Regions from separate parts of the Mus musculus genome. Here region 1 is linked to region 2. The links are chromatin contacts, called in public Hi-C maps. All regions are on one chromosome and are shown on one strand. Each heading gives the region's core, a stretch centred on a gene start, on an enhancer-like site or on the middle of the called end of the contact. The rest is flanking DNA. Distances are from core to core; before and after follow the strand shown. Region 1 overlaps Nfib (nuclear factor I/B). Region 2 has its middle 62 kb from the start of Mpdz.

Region 1 (3,093 bases), core at 364-2,863, 880 kb before region 2:
TCTTGAAGACACAGATGTACAGCTTTTGGAAATGAGAGGAGAATGTAACTTTTAACACACATAAGAAGGGGAGGGGCAGGGTGAGAAAGGCTGCCCCAGTGGGGCGTGTGACACTGTGGACATGAAGGATGCACCCTGGCAAATAAGCAGATTCTCGGGGAAGAGACACTGGTCTTTATTCTACTGGACAGAAGTTTAGCAGTAGAGGCAATGAAGGTGAGGGGTGACATTTTGCAGACATTGTAGCCAAACATGATAAGGCTCCTGTTTAAAGTCCATGGCTTCTAGTGTGAGGCTGCCCTGCCACTCACCTGCGTAGGACAGCTGCAGTCTTTTCCCTTCTTGCTGTTTCTAGAGTCTCTTGTTGGACAGTTTGTACGTGTTAAGGAGCTCCAGAGAGGAAATCGAAAAACTATGGAGAGTCTGGCCTCTGAGTCTGACCCTGTAAGTAGGAATCTCAACAGGTTAGACTCCCTTGGAAAGGTAAACTCTTAGGTAACCTATGTACTAGACAAGAGGTGAGCTCAAAGCTGAAACAGCAGGGGCAGTAACAAAACGAAACAGTTTTAACACTTCATTGCAATTGTTACACTCTTAGTTTGAAAAGTGGCCAGTGTGGCCTTCTCTTTGAAAGGAACAACAACAACAACAACAACAACAATAACAGCAGCAGCAGCAACAACAGCAACAATAATAACAGCAACAACACTCTTCTCTTAATTTATAAATGTCAGTCTTGCCTCAATTCCACAAAAAAAAAGTAAGAGAAAAGATCTTGGAGAAGAGAACTGGCTTCTGGCTGCAGGAGAAGCTAGCCAGTGCAGTCAGATCTTTCCAGTTTCTTTTCCTCCATTTTGTGAAGTAAGAATCATGGTGAAGGTCATTGTGAGAATCACAAAAATAACCGTGCTGTTTTCATGAAATTTACTGTAGAGCAAAGGGAAAAAAGGGAAATAGGATAGAGGGATTATATTCTTCTTCACCATTAAGTCTGACCTAGGAAGCAGGAGTCAAAGGCAGAAATGAATAACCAAGTTTTATACAGGCATAGACTAGCAGGGTGTTCCGACCTTTAGGATTGAAGAGCAGTTGTAGTATGTTAACCACTTTCCTGGCATAACCACGTAGCTTGATCAACAACAAAAGGAGTCTGCTTTTCTGCTTAATTTAATCCCTTCCTTGCTTCAAGTATAAGGGCAAGGTTTTGAGGAAGAGACTTATGAGTTTATAGCAGTTGGTGACACCACCAGTACCACGTTTTGTTGAGATTCACTATTGTGCTCAAAATTGCCTTTTTGTAGGCAAGCAGTGAAGGCTGCTGAATCTGTGCCATCCATTTCTCTGGCATATACTGCAAGCCTAGTGTGTTCACGCCATGAACGGCCCCAGGAAGACAAAGAGGTAGACAGGCTCTCTGCCCCTTCTTTCCTAGTGTGGTGTAGCTATGGAGACAAAACCTATGTGCTAGAGCCAATAAAAGATTTCATAGCAACTCTCTGCCAGTAAGTGTGTAAGAACCCAGGCCAGATGACGCAGATAAATGCAGAGGGTTCATGGAGGTAGAGGATCAAGCCAAACACAGTACCGTAAATGGGTTAGGGCAGGCACACTGGCTGACAGTGCCTGTCCTCTGAGCCCTTTCTGTGGTGTTGGTAAGGAATGACATAGGACAGAGCTGCTCTGAAATGAAGGTGGCCGTCCCTTCCACCTTATCTAAGAGCCTGCCTGTATCTCGCAGATGGAGATTAAATTGATCCAACAATTTGCTCTCCGCAAAGCCATGTTGGTTTTCTACCTAGTAATTTATGCTTTTCCTGGTGTTTGCAAATCGATTGCTATTATGGGATGCAGGCAGAACTGGGCCGGGATCCAGTAGGTTGGGGGATTACTGGAGTGGATAGCTGAACCTGCCTGTGAAAACCCAGACGAGACGGCTCTTGTTTCTCTGTCTTTTACTCTCTGAAGAAATGCATAGTCTTGGGTTTTTTTAAAAGCATTCTTAATTATTTTTAGATTGTATCTTTTAAGGGACAGTATCTGCTTTATTTCAGATTTCTACTATCTGGCCTTGCTATTTGCCTAACCTTCAAACGGTTTTAGTGGCTTTGTGGCCAGACCTCTCATTGCAGGAAAACCTTCCTCCACCCTCAAAGCATTATGGGCCAGTAATTGTTCCCTTTGAGAAGAAATATGTATAGACATTTATCTAGGTTGGTGAATAAAATGTTCCTATGGAACAGCTTGGGAAAGTATACTTTATTTAAACACTTCACCTCATTGTTGTACCTTAAAAAAATTTTTTTAAAGTTCTACTAAGTATTGTGAAATTCTTTCATAACAAATTAAAAAGAAAACATATTCTGTGATTTCTTTACAGATTCTGGACAATCAGGAAGTCCAAGCCACAGTGATCCTGCCAAGAATCCTCCAGGTAAATATGTGTCCCCGGACGTGTGCACCCTGACATTGTTGGAGAACAAAGGGGCCCTGTATAGATCAACAGCCATAATTGGTCAGCTGCCTGTCTTGTTCTGGCAGGCAGTCGGATTGGGACAAGATGTGATTGTGTGGAGGCCTCTGCAACAGCGGGAACGGCTTCTCACCGCAGCCATCTTTGTTCACCTGAGCCGCGAGATCTTATTTATTTGTTTATTTATTTGTTTATTTATTTATTTATTGTATCCTTAGAAACTGATTCAAACACATGCTTAGCTTTATGTTTTAGGCATTTGAAAAGCTAAACACCTTTTAATCATTTTTAAAATAAACATTCCCTGCCCCCAGAGTACCCCCAAACAAAAATCTGGTAATTTCTGTTCTTTTATAGTTTACCCACTATGTTTTAAGAAAGTTTCTACTGAATGGTTATGTTTTTATAAAGTGGTTTTTGCAGGACTTTTGATTCCCGGTCTTCAGTGTAAGGTGCGTCTGGTCTTTAGTTTCAGACCTGAGCCTGACTGCATGCATTTTAGCTATACTGGGGAGTTCCACTCTCTCAACATGCAGCATGCGACTTTGGATTTATAAGAAGTTTTTTGTTTTTGTTTTTGTTTTTTTGTTTTCCATGAGAAAATCATGTAAAATTAGCATAAA
Region 2 (3,191 bases), core at 299-2,798:
TTTATTTATTTATTTATTTATTATATGGAAGTACATTGTAGCTGTCTTCAGACACTCCAGAAGAGGGCGTCAGATCTCGTTACGGATGGTTGTGAGCCACCATGTGGTTGCTGGGATTTGAACTCTGGACCTTCGGAAGAGCAGTCGGGTGCTCTTACCCACTGAGCCATCTCACCAGCCCTCTGATGCTTTTTAAATTCTTTTTTATTAAATCAGATATTTATTGTGCATGGCTCTCAGAGTGAATGTGGAATCTGGACTTGCAGGGTTCAGTTCTTTCCTTCCACCAAGTGGAGGATAGAGGTCAAGTTGTCAGACTTGGCAACAAAACTTTTACGCCTGGAGCTAGCTCACTGGTGCCTCAAGTCTCTGATTCTTAATCGAGACCCTATTTGCACACACGTCCTCTTGGCCTGTGTTTAATAGGTAATTACTTGTTCCATGTCTGTGTTCCTTGAGAAACAGAACCATAGCTAACCTCCAGAAGCAAAAGGTAAAACCGACATAGCCTATGCTGTTAGACACCCCAAATCGGACACGCAGTTTGTATTCACCGACATAGCCTATGCTGTTAGACACCCCAAATCGGACACACAGTTTGTATTCACCGACATAGCCTATGCTGTTAGACACCCCAAATCGGACACACAGTTTGTATTCACCGACATAGCCTATGCTGTTAGACACCCCAAATCGGACACACAGTTTGTATTCAGTTAATACTTCTAATTGACTGCTTAGTCTCTGAAGTGGGCAACCTCAAGCTTCAGTTGTTAATTATGTGAAGGTGTCATCAGTGACATGTGCATGTCTTTCCCCTCTTGCCTTTATAAAAGCCCTGTGCTTCCTTTGTGACAGGCCTGCCTTTACTTCCTCAGAACTACCAGGTCAAGGGAATTAATTCTGTTTCCTCGTGTAATTCTTACAAGCTAGAGAGAGTCTACAGTTCTACACCTGCCTTTAATTATTTATGGCCGATAATATATGTACTTAAGAGCTATTGAATAAATAAATAGGAGTGAATTAATGAACTGTGCACTGCTGCTGAGTGGATAGTCTCTTTTTTAATTCTAACCTTATTTTTTAAAATATGTTAAATGGAGATTTGACCAGGAAAATTTCATTTAACAGCTCATATGTACAAGCCACCTAGTCATTGACTTTATGTTTCTCTACATCAACTTAATTATTTCACTTAAGCGGTGAGCTAAAATATCCGTTAAGGGCTTTATTTTGTCATACTTGAAAATTCTCTGAGCTCACGGGATGAAACTGATTAGCATGTTAGTTTATATTCATTCGTTACAGTAATTAGGCAGTATCTTGGCCTCCGAAGGAAGATAGCTTAGCCTGGGAGAGCAATCTTGCCATTAGAGTGGAGCTTTAAAAATCCTATGTTTTGATGGTCTCGATTTATAATCATTTTAGTAAATGTGGAATTTGAACCCAGGTACATTTGTTTTCATTGCTTCTGTTAATGATTTATCAGAAGGTCAGTAGTTTCAACAACACTAATTTTTCACCCGTGGGAGATCACATTCCTTGTGACTGCCTTCCTCTCTGTAAAACCTGACCATTCACATCTCTCTGACCTTTCTCTGTTGCTGAACCTCATTCTGCCTGCAGCCAGAAAAGTCTCCTCTTTTTGCAAGAATCTATATAAATTGTTTGGGGCCAACCCAGTTAATTTACAGAATCTGGAAATTAGGATGTGCACAACACTCAGAGAGGCACTCCCCACTGTGCGGCAGGGAGAATTCTAGCAGCATGTTAACTAATGTGTGTGTATGTGTTGTTCATGGAGAAGTATGGTTAGTTGTTGAAGAAGCACCAGGAAGGAGATAGTACAGAGAAAGCAAACTGAAGGTTGTTACTTCCTGGAAAGAAGAGTCAGCCATGGGGCAATAGAAATGAAAAAGGACCACAGATTGGAGCAGTAAGAGAGGCAGACAGATAACGGTCCTCAGGTTTAAAACAAATCCTCGAAAACTTCACATTCATACTGATAAATCTTATCTGAATAAAATTCTTGTCTAGAATATTTTGGGGAAAGTATTCTAGCATTTTCTCTAGAATATAGTGCTGAATGGCTCTGCGATAATCTTGACTTGCAGTCCTGTGTCAATGCTTGAATAGCAAAGCATATTGACTCCAGGTGAGGAACCTGACGAAAAGCTTAGAGCTAGGAGCTAAACTCAGCAGGAAGTAGCAAGAAGGGATTTACAAGCTTGACTTAGAGTAAGAAATAAAATGAATATCATAGAATGGAGAGATGAAGATTGATCACCTGGCTAAGAAAACACAAATATAATTAAGGTTCAAAATAGTGTATTGGAAAAAAGAAAGGGAAATAATGTAAAAGTGGAATAACAAAAACCCAGAAAAAAAAAAGATGCACCCTGTTGAAGGTTACCAGAATTTCACTGCCCATAAAAATATAGAGATTAACAAGAAGTAATGCAGAGATGTCCCACTGCAGCCTGAACCCATCGGACTTCGTCATATCTTGGAGTCACCTGGAGTACGTTCTGACACCTTGTTACTCTCCTGACTTGATATTTCAGAGTTAATTTTTCGAGAGAAAATCTGGCCTGACTCTTCTTTGTGAGCCTTGGCAAATTCTTAGTCTGTTGGTGGTATGGCTGCAGGCCCAACTCTCATCTAGTGAATGTAGGCAGTGACTGCATGTTTTTGGTATGCAGGCCTGTTTATATGTGTACCAGAAAAAGAACTTCAGTGTAAAGGAAAAAGCCTTTAAGGTATTTCAGCCTTACAACAACTGCTAAGCGAGTGGTGGGCTACCTCCTTGTTTCTGCACAGGTTTCCCTGGCTTTGTTAATAAAAGCCAGATTCTCATTTCCATGGTTACCTTATGACAATGATGAGCAAGAAGTGGAGAGAGAGCAGATGTTAAGAGAGTCAACAAGTAATGAAACTTATCCTTCATTCCCAGTGTTAGAAGTTTGTTATTAAAAGATATGGAAAGGTAGAGCTAACATCTTTTCTGGTTTGTCCTTTCTATGTGGCTCAAGTAAAAGGCATTCTTTACCCAACAAATCATTATTGCTAGCATTATAAATTTCTAACATTCTATCAAAAGTTCAGGCATAGTATCTTTAACAAATTAAGTATCTTCAGAAAATGAAAATCTTTAGTGTACCTATTCAGATGTTTGGCCGTATGGTGCCAAA

What was found. A called contact is a pair of places that touch in the nucleus more often than the background predicts.
Region 1: a contact with region 2 is called in a Hi-C map of liver, with 4 times the contacts expected there. The contact joins two enhancer-like sites. A contact is called at or near these places in 6 of 484 Hi-C or Micro-C datasets (the N1E-115 cell line, cerebral cortex and liver) and 4 of 115 datasets of contacts at active chromatin or transcription factors (astrocytes, fibro-adipogenic progenitors, kidney and 1 more).

The regions. Positions count from the first base shown.
Region 1 is chr4:82,382,946-82,386,038 of GRCm38.p6, reverse strand. It overlaps Nfib (nuclear factor I/B), which reads left to right. Exons shown (of 12, transcript NM_001113209.2): 3 at 2,378-2,431. Among named protein-coding and RNA genes, the nearest start is that of Nfib, 120 kb to the left of the region's middle. Within about 2 kb of position 1,613, at least 88 of the 459 cell types and tissues checked have an H3K27ac peak or open chromatin away from gene starts, as enhancers often do. A contact at or near this core is called in kidney and liver, where this site is marked.
Region 2 is chr4:81,503,633-81,506,823 of GRCm38.p6, reverse strand. No RefSeq gene overlaps it. Among named protein-coding and RNA genes, the nearest start is that of Mpdz, 62 kb to the right of the region's middle. Within about 2 kb of position 1,548, at least 8 of the 459 cell types and tissues checked have an H3K27ac peak or open chromatin away from gene starts, as enhancers often do. A contact at or near this core is called in kidney and liver, where this site is marked.